Regions from separate parts of the Mus musculus genome. Here all the other regions are linked to region 1. A link is a contact called in public HiChIP or PLAC-seq and promoter capture Hi-C data. All regions are on one chromosome and are shown on one strand. The core of a region is the stretch at or near the end of the contact, and the rest is flanking DNA. Distances in the headings are between cores, read along the strand shown.

The links. HiChIP or PLAC-seq counts read pairs in DNA pulled down with a chosen protein or histone mark. Capture Hi-C pulls out chosen DNA fragments and counts their contacts.
Region 2: an H3K27ac HiChIP or PLAC-seq map of heart atrium shows a contact between it and region 1, with 2.8 times the contacts expected there. The contact joins the promoter of 1500035N22Rik here to the enhancer-like site in region 1. A contact is called at or near these places in 2 of 39 promoter capture datasets (epiblast stem cells and liver), 1 of 484 Hi-C or Micro-C datasets (the G1E-ER4 cell line), 1 of 115 datasets of contacts at active chromatin or transcription factors (heart atrium) and 4 of 9 other capture datasets (adipose tissue, embryonic trunk, liver and 1 more).
Region 3: a promoter capture Hi-C map of adipose tissue shows a contact between it and region 1. The contact joins two enhancer-like sites. A contact is called at or near these places in 2 of 39 promoter capture datasets (embryonic stem cells and stem cell-derived epiblast-like cells), 1 of 484 Hi-C or Micro-C datasets (nephron progenitors), 1 of 115 datasets of contacts at active chromatin or transcription factors (embryonic stem cells) and 3 of 9 other capture datasets (adipose tissue, liver and pancreatic islet).

The regions. Positions count from the first base shown.
Region 1 is chr5:24,869,381-24,874,124 of GRCm38.p6, forward strand. It overlaps Prkag2 (protein kinase, AMP-activated, gamma 2 non-catalytic subunit), which reads right to left. Exons shown (of 16, transcript NM_145401.2): 11 at 4,504-4,630; 12 at 2,114-2,279; 13 at 1,675-1,712. Among named protein-coding and RNA genes, the nearest start is that of Rheb, 29 kb to the left of the region's middle. Within about 2 kb of position 2,086, at least 69 of the 459 cell types and tissues checked have an H3K27ac peak or open chromatin away from gene starts, as enhancers often do. A contact at or near this core is called in the G1E-ER4 cell line and adipose tissue, where this site is marked.
Region 2 is chr5:24,982,972-24,987,715 of GRCm38.p6, forward strand. 1500035N22Rik (RIKEN cDNA 1500035N22 gene) reads left to right here and starts at 2,871. Exons shown (of 2, transcript NR_166410.1): 1 at 2,871-3,065. The region is part of intron 3 of Prkag2 (protein kinase, AMP-activated, gamma 2 non-catalytic subunit); the gene reads right to left.
Region 3 is chr5:24,936,337-24,941,080 of GRCm38.p6, forward strand. All of the region lies in intron 4 of Prkag2 (protein kinase, AMP-activated, gamma 2 non-catalytic subunit), which reads right to left. Among named protein-coding and RNA genes, the nearest start is that of Gm52767, 19 kb to the left of the region's middle. Within about 2 kb of position 1,950, at least 29 of the 459 cell types and tissues checked have an H3K27ac peak or open chromatin away from gene starts, as enhancers often do. A contact at or near this core is called in adipose tissue, where this site is marked.

The DNA of each region.
Region 1 (4,744 bases), core at 836-3,335:
TCTTCCCAGCTAGCATCATGCCTTCAGCATGGTTACCTCACTAAACTCAGTCACATTCTTAGGTGAACCTTGATTACGGAAATGTTCATTTGTGGTTATGTTGTTAGGGTGGGGAACTGAACCCAGTATTTTATGCAAACTTGGCAGGTGCTCTACCACTGAGTTACACCCTAAACCTCTCCCCCACTCCCTTTTTAAATTTTGAGTCATGCTGTTTTGTATATTTAAAGAGATTTTCCTTTACTTATGCCTGTGTGCATGCACACACACATGCATGTCTCTGTGAGTATGAGTATATGCATGTGCAGTACCCATGGAGGCTGGAAAAGGCCATTCTGTCCCTTGAAGCTGGAGGTACGGGTGTTTGTGAACCCTCAACACTGACATCTGAACTCTGGTCCTCGAGACTCACATCATGTACTGTTAATCTCTGACAGGTTACATTTTGAGAGTGTCTGTTGTGGAGGGGCCTGATGCTGTTCTTGTGAACCAATCCCCTAATGAAAAAAGGAGCCAATCACTGGGTGAGTAGGCGGGTTGAAGTACGTGGTTGGCATGGTAACGACCTGCCAGTGGGAACCTAGCAAGCTGGGTGGAGAGATTGTGGAGTTCAGAGTCAGAGTCTCCATGAGATAAAAACAGGTCGGCCATTGCCTGCCAGTGCATAGCGGGTCAGGCCGCCGGAGCAGAGGCACAAGCTCTGGACCGTGCCAGTTCTATTTTTTTTAATATTTCCTGCAACAAGTATTTTCTGCCAGGCTCCTCCCACTCTTGTCCATGGAGGCTCTACACCCCACATAAGCAGTGTCTCTTGAGAAATGGACTGACATCTGCCGAGGCTGACATGCCTCAGAGGGAGGGCGCCTGCATCAGAGTCTCCCAGTGGGTTCCCAGAGCTATTCGGGAAGTATGGGACTTGTTAACATCAAGAAGACCAGAAATCCACGGAGTCTCCCATGACCCCCACCGATTTTAGTGGGTCCATTCATCCAAGGTTCTAATGAAAAGATTTCTGGATTAATGAAATTATTTTTGGTTGAACCGAAAAACAGCTGCAAAACCATAATTAGTGGCAGGGTCAAAACTGTAGCAAAATGTGTGTCCGTTTCCGCTATCAAACCAGTTTCCCTTTCTTGGACACAGTATGAAACTCAAAAACTATCTTAAAGATGAGTGGGCAGCCAGTGTTAAAGGCAAAGGCACCAGTGAGGGGACTCAGGTCAGCAGTCACGACGTGCTTGGCTTTAAGAACCGCGGGAGACTAGGGCCTAGATCTTAGTCTCCTGGCTGTCTTCTTAGGTCAGTGTCTCCCAACCTGAGCAGGAATCTGCACTGATGAGGGCCCAGCTCATGTGTTCACTGAGCACCCCCATCGGCAGAGCAACCCCAAAAGAAATGTGGTCAAATAAGGCTCACGGGCTGTAGGGACGGAGACAACGAGCTCCCATCAGAGTGCCCGAGTAAAGACCATCACAGATGTACACACGGCTCACTGGTAAAGCAATATTATCAGATATAGCTCCCCTGAGAGGAGACTGAAATTCTCCAAGACTTTCACTGGAAAGGTCAGGAATTATTACATCATGGAATAAACAACTTAATGTATTTTAAGTTTTCATTTGTTTTAAAATGCATTCTGAATGACAGGCTTAAAAACATGAAAAAAATACTTACAATTACATCAAACTTGGAATAAATATCTACAACTTTTCCTAAAAATGAAAACATATGTTAGAAAAACATTTTAGGAACAGTAATGAAAAAAAATCTATCTATCTACCTATCTACCTATCTACTTACCTATCTACCTATCTACCTAGCTACCTATCTATCTATCTATCTATCTATCTATCTATCTATCTATCTATCTATCTAATCTATCTCAGTCTTAACTAGGTAACTACTGTGGATAACAGTGTTCAGTAAAACAAACGGGCTTGTTTAGAAGTAAGCAGGAGAGGGTATTTTGATGTAAACTGAAAACGGAGCCTGCTTAAAGTTATTTTCCTGACTGATGACTACTGAGCCGCAGCCCAGCACTCGCTCCTCCTCCGCTGTCTGCTCGCTCACTTCCCACTCATCCAGGCCCAGGAGCAGGCGTGGCCTCACAGACCTGACTCATCCACCACAGGCAATGCGGATATCCGTCTCTCCACGAAGATGTTCAAGGCTTTGATGATGGGAGTGTCTGGGTGAATGAAGGCAATATTGTGGTACGTTCCGATTCCAAGCTCATCCAGGTTCTGCTTCATGAAGGCAGGCTTTGGCATGTCAGACATCTGAGCAAGAAGAGACGTGAGAATGTTCTAGAACCCTAGCATGACCTCTCAGTGTGCATACATCCAGATCTGAATGAAGAACTATGTTCAACAAATTAAAGGCAAGTCTTTCCTAACAGTTAGCTTGGTGTCTCATTGTCATGAAAGTGTTATCCATCAGAACTGTCTCTCTCAAACCAGCTAACCACACGTTGTCTTTGTATAAGAAGCGATTCTAGATATTCAGTTTCCCTTCTCTTTGAACCAAAACCGTAGGAAGATGAGATCGACAGGTTTGTCTGGGAAACTAAGACCTGAAAGCCAGCACTGAGTGACCCCTTTATTCTTAGGTGATTTCTATTCAGCCCTGGGATCTGAAGCGACAGGAAGCCCTGTGTGTTTGCAGATCCTAGGCCTGACTGGCTACGACTAAGCTGCTCCTTGTTCCCACCTCCAATGACCGCACGCTTCCCGGATGGACCCAATTTCTCACTATTAACAAAGAACAGGCCGGCTGAACAAAGCAGACAGACCTTTGAAAATGCACTTCCCTTTTCTTACTACCTCAGAGGAGGAGGGGTAAACTGCAGAAAGTCTAGGATCAGGCTGGACTACAACAGAAAAATGTCTATGGTTTCAAAGATCCACCTTTTATAAAGGGCAGAGTTGATGCCATCTTCCTGGTGTACCTTATAATTATCAGGAAAAGATGAACAATTAGAAGAAACAAAATGTTCAAGTCAAAGAGTTCATCAATATTCAAATCATGAGACTCCTAGAAATTTAGAGAAAAAAAAAGAGAGAGAGAGAGACCTATTAGGTCACCTAATCCATCTCACCACAGAAATCCCCGCTTCACTGCCTGCCTTTTGCATGCTGGGGAGGGTATCACTACCCTTCCCCAGAACGATCCTGGTCCAGTAAAAATCAGGCCATCGTGTTTGTTTATTTAAAAATATGTATTTTTTTTTCTATCTGAGAACTCCTGGCTGAATATTCTGGCTGCAAGTTTCTACCTGCCATATTTGCCCAAATTAAGGCAACTTCCTTCTCTTCAGATTAGATGAGTGACACCATGAATAAGTGCTAACAGCACCAGGGGACTTCGTTGCGTAAGGACACCTCATGCAAAGCCCCCAGCACAGTGCCTGCCAGTGGCCAGCTGTCACACATGGGCTCCAGAGGCTGAGCCACCAGCCTAGCAACCGTGGGCCTTGAGCACCTGCCCCTCTGCCTAAACCCTTGGTTCCTGAGATGTCTCAATAAAGAACGCTTCTACACTCCCCATTACCAACTGACGGACAATACTCCTTGCTCGCTCTTCTTTAGTTGCCTAGTAAATGCCACGGGCATTTCAGCAAATTATTCTTCTCCCAATTTAATCAGGAAATGCGATTTGTCTCTGGATGCTCAGTTAAACTATGCGATCAGCTGGACCACCCGCACACGTCTCAATCACTCAACCCTTGACACCTCTGTAAACCCCTGGCTCTGCAAGGCTGCCTCCAGAAGATCAACGTGGGCCCTCCTGGAGACTTGTATGCTTAGTTGGTTCCTGATGGGGAACTGCAGACAGGACCCTGGAAAAGCTCCTTGGAAGACGCTTTCAAGTGTTCCCTTTAGAAAGATCACTTCAAATGGCCTTTCTGAGCCATCAACACCTCTGCTGTGCCTCCTGGCTAATGACCACATTCCCGCTCCCCTGGAGCCTCCTCTAATACTACAGGCCACGGGAACACAAACCACAGAAGTCCACTACGGTGTATCTCTTGCTCACATCTGTTCTGCCTTGGGAGTCTCTGGCCGCTGCAGCTGAGAATGAGGTAACCCCAGGGATGGTGTTTTTCTGCTCATGTTTCTAAAACCATGACCTCAATAAACACACCACAAGCGACTTCTGCCCTAAAGCCTGGCTCCCTCCATGCATGCCATGGGCCTCAGTGAGACTGAGGTACAAACTGCTTACTCTCCCCACCCCCTGCACGAGCCTGACACATCGCCCGTCCTCAGGGGGCATGCCCTGGTTTTATTATTTTAATACTAGGACTAAAAGATTTAGGACGGAAAGCATTTGAGTTGGTGTCAGCTTGGAGAACACACCGTGCACACAGTAGTGAGTTGAGAAGCTGAACTGTTGCGAGACGGAGACCTTGGGACTAACGGCTTCCTCTACCGAGAGCACCAGGAGCCCGTTTACTTGATGTAAGTGACAGTCAACGTAACTGCATCTTTAGGGGCTACTTACAAAAAGCTGGAGGAACTTGAGGATTCTTTTGTGGGTAAGTATATAAAGTGCGTTCCCACTGATAGGGTCAATAACTGGCAATCTGTGGATTTTATTTTTGATCAACGAGTATACAGCATCGAAGAGGCTGCGGGAAAAGCCATTAGAGTCATTAGGAGGCTTTCAAGAAAAATCAGAAAACCTTTGGACCACCCCAGCTTTACAGTATTCTCACTGCTTTTACACCATAACAAGCGGTTCA
Region 2 (4,744 bases), core at 1,621-4,120, 110 kb after region 1:
ACTGGTCTGGCCAGTAAGCACTAGGAATTCTCCTGTTTCTGCTTTCCCATAAGTGTGTAGCAACACGCTCTCCCAGCTCTTTAAACTGGGGATGGGGATTGAACTTGAGTCCTCACACTTGCACAGTTAGCAGCCTCCTAACTGAGCCCGTTCCCTAGCTGGAGTCAGTCTTTATGACTCGAGTTACATTTGCTCACCTGAACTCAATCTGATGTTAGATCGTTCCTGTTTGTTTCACTTCTGGAAACTACAAGATGCACTTCTCTGAACTACAGACTGACCCAGGGCTCTGATGGCTGCTTGACCCTGCTGTCCCTTACAGCACCTGTGGGCCAGCTGCTTAGAACCTGTGGACTGGGAAGCTTGCAGGCCCTTGGTGATTGGGGTTGGTCCTTGCCCGATGGTGCCTGTGAGTTGCACATCTTCCTTCCTGGGAACTGTCCTGGGCTCCTTTTCTCTAAGGACCTTTTCTATGATGTCCCCTGTACTGTAGAGCCTGCATGAGCTTGGGTGTGTGCCTGGCTTACTGACTCACACTTAGGTGCTAGGGTCTTGAAGGAGACAGTGTGACAGAGGGTTGCATGGGACTGCAAAGCAGAGCAGCTTGGACATCGGCTTTCCACACCAGACTGTAGGGGGTGTTATGTCCATCTGTGCCCCAGAACCTTCAGTTGGGCTGTCTGAGGTCAGGTACTTAAGTATGCAGTGAGTCCTGTGGGCTGTGGTGTCTCTGGCTGGCAGGAGTGCAGCACCCCTGGCTTAGATCCACCAGGGGGCGCTGAGCGAGGCTGTGTGGGGATGTGGTGCCCACCATTAGCAGAGACCTAATGCCCTCACTGCAAGGAAGTGAGCTGGCTGCTCTGTGCCCAGTCCCAGGCTGAGAGGACAGGGACAACAGCTGCTTCATCACATCTGGAGGGAGGCTGGTGTCACAGGGGACACAGCTCAGATATTCTGTGACACATGACTGAATGTACAAAAGGGGTCTCCAAATGGCAAAATATTACGCAGCCTTTCAAGGGTGTGTGGAAGGTATGAGAGCATGGGGGAGCCTCCAAAAGCATGGGAGAAACCCAGCACAGCTCAGGAAGACCTGACACAGCACAGATATGTACTGTGGCCCACAAGGACCTAAGGGCATCGGACAGAAGAGATGGAGAGAAACACACGGCTCAATTTCATTCTGTGAGGGCCCCAGAATGATCAGATTCATAGAGACAGTAGACTGAGGGGTGCCAGAGATGGGAAGGATCATTGTGTGATAAAGGCAGTTTGGGAAGATGAATTCTGAGAGTGGAAGAGGGATGGGGGGTGGGGGGCGAGCTGGCATCATAATGAGCATGTGCTTAATTCTCTCAAGCTGTGCAGCTCCAGATGATGAAAAAAAAGTTTTATCTGTTGGTCACAAAAAGGAAGTTAGAGGAGAAGGGAGAGGGAAGGGGGGAAGGACAGGAGGGGAAAGAAGAGGAAGAAAGAGAATGAAGAAGAAAAGGAGGAGAAGAGAGGAGAGAAGAGGGAGAAGAGGATAAAGGTGGGGGATACAGAGAGGAAGGAAAAGGAAGAGGAGGAGGAAGGAGAGAAAGGAGAGAGGAAGAGGAGGAGGAGGAGGAAGAGATGGGGGATGGGAGAAGCGGAGGGTGTCTCCCCACTGGTTCCTGGCAGTGGGCTTTCCCACAAAGGCCCAAATCCAAGCCCCCCAGCCCCTCCTGGCTGTCCCTGGCTTATGGGCAGAGGTCCTCGTCTTAACATGCAAGTCACCACATTCCAAGCATAGCTCTACATATTCACAAATGTCCACTACCACTTCAGCCCCATGGCAGAGCCAGGGGCTCTGAGAAGCCCCACACACATCTCCCATCACCTTAAAAACAAACAAACAAACAAACAAACAAACAAAACAGCTCCCAAGAACAAGGAAGGCTACAGTGCACCCACTGTGTGCAGACAGCTGTTCAGGGGGACACAGACTCATTCCACCACAGGAAATGCCATCAACAAGTCTCAGATACGACAGGCAGACAGCCACAATTCGGACTCCGTAGGGACAGGTCCCAATTCTTTCCTGCACAACCCCTTCCAGAACAATCTTCAAGCATTTTGAAATGTTTTTGAACTTTCATGATTCGGACAACGTGATCGAATGCATCGAGAGCCATTGCTATCCCAGGGAGGAGCTGGTCCTAGAGTGGTGAGGTCTGTCTTCCCACAGTACTTCCTCCCCAGGAGGATGGGTGGTCCTTCAAGTACCTGAAGGTTCTCCTTCCCCAGGCTCACTCCTGGGGAACACTTGTGTCACAGCGTTCCCAAGCAATTCAGTACTTCAGATGCTGTCGCTAGGAGCTCTCACGCTGTCTGTTCTGCAAACGACAGCAGCCCTACCTTCCAAAAAACACAACCCACAGAAGAAGTAAGACTGAAAAGCTGAACAGGCCAGGTGGAGGGTGCCCGTCAGCAAGACTAGAACTCAGGAGATGGATGTGAGGGTAGGGCTAGCCTGGGGTACATGAAGAGGCTGTCTGGAACATACAACCCGCCTTGGGTAAACTGTGCTTTACTATTGAATGCTTTAGTTCAGAACAAAGGACAGCTGAGGCCTCTACATGGGGAAGAGCCAGGCCACAGCAGTTCTGAGGACACTCTAGTGTGTCCCCTCCATCCTGTTCTTTCTACTCTTGAGTGGGTGCGCGCATACAGAGACCCAGCCGCTGCATCAGCGCATAACTGGATGGGAAGGGTCCTGCCTGCTCTCATTTTCCTTCATTTTTCTATATTAGGGGCAAGATGATCTATTTTTAGTGTGTAGCTGGTGTAAGTCAGGGGTTGCTATAGCAACGGCAAGTGGCTACAAACCCAGTGCCGCTCCGGTTCCCAGTCACAGAGAAATCCTGACAGAAATGCAGCCCTGGAGGATGGAGCGGCCCTGTTCTTGGGGGTTCCTGGCTCCTGTCCTCATGGCGTGCAGTGCCATGGGCAGGCTGAGGCTGAGTGTGCTAGGAAGCAGAGACTATACAAACTAGGAACCGTGAGAAGAGCTGACTGGGAATGGGTGCCAAGCTCAATCACAGGTGAGGAGAGAGTCCTACATTTGTGCAGCTCTTAGACAATAGGCAGAGGCAGGCTGGCATGCACTGCCTGGGCCCAGGGTAGCAGGCAGGGGATTGGAATGGGCTGTCAGTGTTGGTTTGTTGAGTCAGGGTCTCCTGTAGGCTCAAACTCACTCTGTAGCCAAGGATACCTTGAAGTCTTGATCTCGCTATTTTGTCTCTCGAGTGCTGGGATTACAGGCATGAGCAATCATAATTATATAGTGCTGGGAATGGAATCCAAGTCTTTGTGCACACTTTTTATCTACCTACTGATCTACATCCCCACCCTAGGCTGCCTACCTTTTAAGGCTGCCTCTGTGTGCACCTACCACCAGGGGCCCCAGACTGAGCCCAGCAGATGAGAAGGAACCTGGAGACTGAGCGTGCCATCCTCAAAGGCTGGGTGTATGATCTGTGTCCTATGTAGACTGTGGCCTGCCGAGCTCCCTGAGACAACGCTGCACTCAAAGTGTAAAAAAAAAAAAAAAAAAGAAGCCAGGACAATTAATGTCTAGGTTTACAGGCAGTGGGAAATGTGTTTTAAAATGTAGTTTTCTAATGACTCGGGGTAGTGAGGTCAGGGGATGAGCTTCCTCTGGAAAGACAGTGTATTACAGTCCCCCAGAGGAGGGGGTGTGTCACAGCCATGGGGGGGGGAGCGGCATGACAAGGAATGCCAGGCTGCTCAGGAGGCAGAGGAGAAAGGAGAGATCAGGCAGAAGCTTGGCTCTTGTTTCCAGGGAGAAGAAAGGTAACGCAGGTGGGGCAGACAAAGACTGGCTTCTGTGGATGTTTCCATGGGCCTCAGGGGTCTCGGGGACTGGCTCTATCCCCAGCATCACAAAAACTAAACAAAAGATCTAAAATGACCCTCAGTATTAGCAGCAACACCCATCGCTCCCCTGTTGTCTTTACCTTTCTTTAACTTCCAAGAGTTTTCGTCCCCACGGCACAGGGAGGCTCCTTCCTAGAAAGCCCATTGGAGGGGAGTGGACCCTGCTTCAGGGAGGGAGACTGCAGAGGAAGGGGTCTGAGGCCCCCAAGGCTAGATTCCTCAGGCCCTCACACAGCCCAGGCTGTGGGTAGCTCCCCAGGATGAAGCTGCTTCTCTTTCTCTAAATGTCACCATCTGTCCTGTCCTGAAAAATCAAGGTCAGGGCTGCCTCTTGCTGGTGGAATATTTTCATGTCCTCCTCCACCAAGCTTTCAGCCACAGAGCATCCTGTCTGAGTGTGAGAGATGAGGGTGCAGGGTCATTTTCTCCCATCTTAGGGTTGCTTTCTCCACTGCTAGTCTACATTCTAAAGAACTCCTACTGCCCTGTTCCTCTGCTCTCTCTCTCTGTCTCTCTGTCTCTCTCTCTCTGTCTCTCTGTCTCTCTCCCTCCCTCTTCCTCTCTCCCTCTCTCTCTCTCCCTCCCTCTCCCTCCCTCCCTCTCCTTCTCTCCCTCTCTCCCCCTCCCTCTCCCTCCTTCCTTCTCTCTCTCTCTCTCTCTCTCTCTCTCTCTCTCTCTCTCTCTCGCTCTCTCACTCTCTCGTGGTTTGAATAGGAATGGTCCCCATAGGCTCACATATTTGAATGCTTGTTCATCATGGAATGGCAGTCCCTAGAAGGATTAGGAGGTGTGGCCTTATCGGGAAAGTATGGCCTTTCTGAAG
Region 3 (4,744 bases), core at 700-3,199, 67 kb after region 1:
TGCCCAGTGACCTTCCAGTGATGTGACTGCCTTGAGTCACCCATGCTTCTATGAGTACCCTCAATAAACTCAATAGTTTACTCAGCTAGACGTGGGTGTAGTGGTTTCTTTGGTCTTTGATTGTTGCTGTCTGTGGTGAAGAAATGCTTGTTAATATCTCTTCAGGAAAAAAAAAACATCACTCAACAGCACCTAGTAGAGCTTACCTTTCACCTACTGTACTGTCCTAGATAACTGAATGGTAGCACTACTCGCCCTTTCAGGCCCCAGACCTGCAGCATTCACCCCTCCCCCACGAGACATATAACGGACTCACCCAGCTCAGCCAACGTTATCACACAATGATTTTGAGATTAGTGCTTTCCTGCAGAAGCTGTGGACCCTGCAGCCTCCGTGCAGGCAGCCTCGGTGCAGGCAGCCTCAGCGCAGCCACGGCTGTCTCATGGCTGCTGCTCTCTTTCCTGGTTCCTTCCTTCATTTCCTTCATGAACTCCACCCTACAGTCTGTTGCTAATGAAATCTTTTTAGAAAATTACTTTAACTTCTGTTGCACATGCCGGTGTATATGGCATGCATGCGCATTCAGATGTGTGTAGGTGCATGGACATGTGTGTGCATGTGTAGAGACCCAAGGCTGATATCCAGAGTCTTCTTCGTTTGTTTCCCATGTTCTTTGAGGCAGGGTCTACCAACTGAACTCAAAGCTTGCCCACACAAGTAGCCTAGTTAGCCAGCTTAGCCTGGGGGATCCCACCTCTGCCTTCTGTGTGCTGGAATTATGTGGGGGTCCCCACACCTATGTAGCACATCTATGTGGGTTCTGGGGATCCCACTCTTGTCCTTTACCCTCTGAATCATATCCCCTGCCCCTAAAGGAATCCTTTCACTAGAGGCAAACGTAGCACATGCACTTGTGTTGCCTGACTTTCTATCGCTACAAAAACCAAAAACCAAAAAAAAAAAAAAAAACAAACAAAAACAAAAACCCTGAGATGATTACCTTATAACTGTTTTGGCTCACAGCTTGGGAGGGTCCCATGTCATTGCTTGAGTCCCTGGAAAGGCAGCTTTTTGTGACAGGAGCATGTGGTGAGTCACATCATTTGCTCACATTACATGTCATGGGGAGAAGACAGGAGGCTGGGCCCCTCTTCTTTATGCTCTTACTGACCTAAAGACCGTCCCACAGGGCCCCATCTCTTAAAGGCAGCACTACCTAATGACAACACTATTCTGTGGGCCAAGTCTTTTTCCACAGAGGACCCCCAGTGACATTCTACATTTAAACAGTAACATTTCTGTAAAAACCATGCAGAGAAGATAGTGACAAGTTCATGATGACCTCTGTGTCCCTGCCTTCAAATGCAGCCCATTCTTACCCAGGGACAAGCAGTCGCCGCCATCTTCCCTAACCTTGTCACCCAGCCCCGTCCATCATTTTTGAAGTGATTTGCATACTTTTATTAATCCTCTGAGGGGAGAAGAGCTCCATGCATCAAATCCAATCACACAGACTATCTCTTGGCTCCCCAACACCGTGTGCAGCCAGGCTCCCAGGTCTCCTGAGATGCAGGACCAGTGGCCAAGCCCACTGCACTCGGTGCTGGGCCTGGTCTCTCACAAAGCTCTCCTACTTGTCTCCTGTCTTTCTGGGAACCAGGTTCATTCTGCTCACTGGACTTGCTCACAGTTAACTGCACACCAGTATAAAGGGAAGCTCTGACACAGACTTGCCAGGGATTAGTAAACTTCTGAAAAAAAGTCACATGGAAATCCCTCAGGCTTTGCTGGGCTGTGGCTCTAGCATGGGCTAACACAGGGAAGAGATGAGAGGATAAGCAGGTACCAGTCAAACGTCATAAAAAGAAGTGCTAGGCCAGATATTCTCAGGGGACAGGGTGGCCCAAGCCTGGAATTAGGCTTATGAACTAAGAATGAGTCACCATGGGGTGGAGAGGCAGGATCCCAGCATTTGTCTTCAGAGAGTGGAATATTAGGCAGAGATCAGAGCCGTGGAGCCCAGTTGCCGTGGTTCACAGCCTGGCTTCCACATTTGCTAGCAGCTAACCCTTCATGAGTGATTGTGCAGTCATCTTACTGGGTCCTTGTCACAGCCTGAGGCTAGCTCTGTCTCCATCCAGCAGAAGCACGGGGTAAGGGGTCCTAGGTACAGGACCATAAACATTTCTGCAGCTCACTAACAGGCCCAACCACTCACATTGCTGCATCCTCCTTCCTCTCCTCCCTCCTGCATCCCTCACTTCTCTCCACAGCAAGCCTGGCAAGACAACAACTCACATTCTCTGCCCGGCCAGTGCTTTGCTATCTCACTCCTTTAGTAACCCTGCCATCTGGCTTCCACCCTGGTTGGGCTTGTGAGCCTCCCTCCCCTCCTTCTCCTTCTCCTTCTCCTTCTCCTTTCTCCTCCTTCTCCTTCTCCTTCTCCTTCTCCTTCTCCTTCTCCTTCTCCTTCTCCTTCTCCTTCTCCTTCTCCTCCTCCTCCTCCTCCTCCTCCTCCTCCTCCTCCTCCTCCTCCTTCTCCTTCTCTCCTTCCCCTTCTTCCCTCCCCTTCTCTCTTCCCCTTCCCCTTCCCCTCCTTTTCCATTCTCTCCCATCTTCCCTCCACCCCTTTCTTCTTTCTCTCTTATAATTAAAAAAAGTTAGTGTACAAAGTGATGTGCTTCATTTTGGTATTTTCATACATATTTTTGGTTGGGCTTCTCCCCAACTCCCCAGGCTCTGCCTCCTGTTGGTCCTCAATTTCCTCCCTCTCCAACATCCATTTTCCCCTTTCCTGATTGTTTCATGTCCCACATACCACCCCCCCACACACACAGACTCACACTCACACAGACACACACACACTCACAAACACATGTGCACACACACCCCAATACACATTCACAAACACAGACACGCTCACAGATACACATAGATACATACACAGACAGACAGACACACTGACAAATACACACACATATAAATACACACACTCACATGCACACACAGGCACATACAAACACACAGACAGACACATACAAACACACAGACACACACACACAGACACACACACACTATTAAACCCCAGGGTCTGCACAGTAGAGTCTATTTGTTTTTTCTGAGTCTGGCTTATTCATTAGCGTATAATTTTCCATTCAATCCATCTTCCTGCAAATATAGTGATTTTGTTTTTCTTCATGGCTGGAAAAAATTCCACCACATATATTTCCACCACATTTCTCTTATCCTTTCATCTGTTGGTGGATACCTAGGTTGGTTCCATTTCTTTGCTATGGTGAACAATATAGCAATAAATATGAATGTAAAGTTTCCCATGACCATGGCAGGTTCTTATGCAAGAAACTCACAGTTAAGGTCCGAGGCAGAAGCAGGCAATACCAGCCCAAGACAGGGCAGACAGCCATTCTCGTTTCGTCCCACAGCAGTGAGACAGTTGGAAGATTGCCATAGTAAGCTGCAGGGAGCACCCCATCTCTGTATCACACCAATGTCCTAAACGTAGGCAGGGCTACTCAGTTACGATGGACAATCCAAGGGGGATCGATCCTACAGTAGCTCCTATCAGGGTTAGAGGGTACAGTTGAGGTGGATTTAACCCAGGGTGTGCTGTTGTGTGGCTCTGTAGAAGAGTTAAGCCATCCTGGAAATTTCTGTCTCCACTTTACTCTGTTTTTGTATCCCTGTGGTTAAACAGTGCTGAGTATGGCCTGTTCAGAAGCCCTCCCTCAGTGTGAGTTTTGTCCTAAAGAGGGAAGGAGGAACAGTCCTTGATGGACTTAGCTCCGGAGTTGGTTTTCTGGGAGATCCTTTCTTCCTGTTGGGGAGACTTTCAGAGCAGGAATTATCAAAATCACTTGAGTACTCAGTGCCTGGGACAGTGCCCCACAAGAAAGAGGGATTTAGGGAAAAACAGCTGAGCAAATGATTTCCCTTGTGGGCTTCTGGGGATAGAAGAAAAACAGGGCGGGAGGAAGGATTTGTTCATGTGGTACGGTGCTTGTCCATCACATACATGGTGCTGACTCTGACACCTGGCATCAAGCAAGCCAGGAGTAAGGGCACACTTGCAATCCCACCATTCCAAGATGGGGGAGGGGGAGAGGGAGAAGGAAAGAGAGAGGAGGGGAGATGGAGAAAGGGAACGAAGGGATGAGGGAGGAAGAGAGAAAGAAACAGAAAGAAAGAAAGACAGACAGACAGACAGAGAGATATAGTATATCCTTGGCACTCAGCTATTCTGGAGACAAGTGCACATAGGATTCATGAAGACCTGTTATCATCACTCAGAGAAATGGTTGGAGCATCTGTCTTAGGCTCTGCCTTCTTTTCTGTTCCAGGACTGAGGACTCCCACTGTGCAGGGACCAGTGGAAAACGTAGCCTAAAACTCTGTAGTTAGAACAGCTGTTCTCTGGCTGTCTTCTCTCAGAGACACAGAAGCTCCGGCTTTGTGGTCCTCGTACCAACAAACCCTCTTAGCAGCTCCTGCCCCTTGACACAACGCCAGTTCTTCCCTCCCCCACTCCAATATCTAATCTGTAGCGAGCAACAAGTGATAGAAACTTTAGTTTGCCATCTCTGGACAGACACATTCCCAGGCAAATCCTTATTAGGCTGTCACTTGGTACTTGAAGTGGTAGACATGAATGTAAAACCAAAGTAGTATATGAAAAAACTTCTTAATGCAATGAAATTAGAAATATTTATAGATTTCTAGAGTGCTT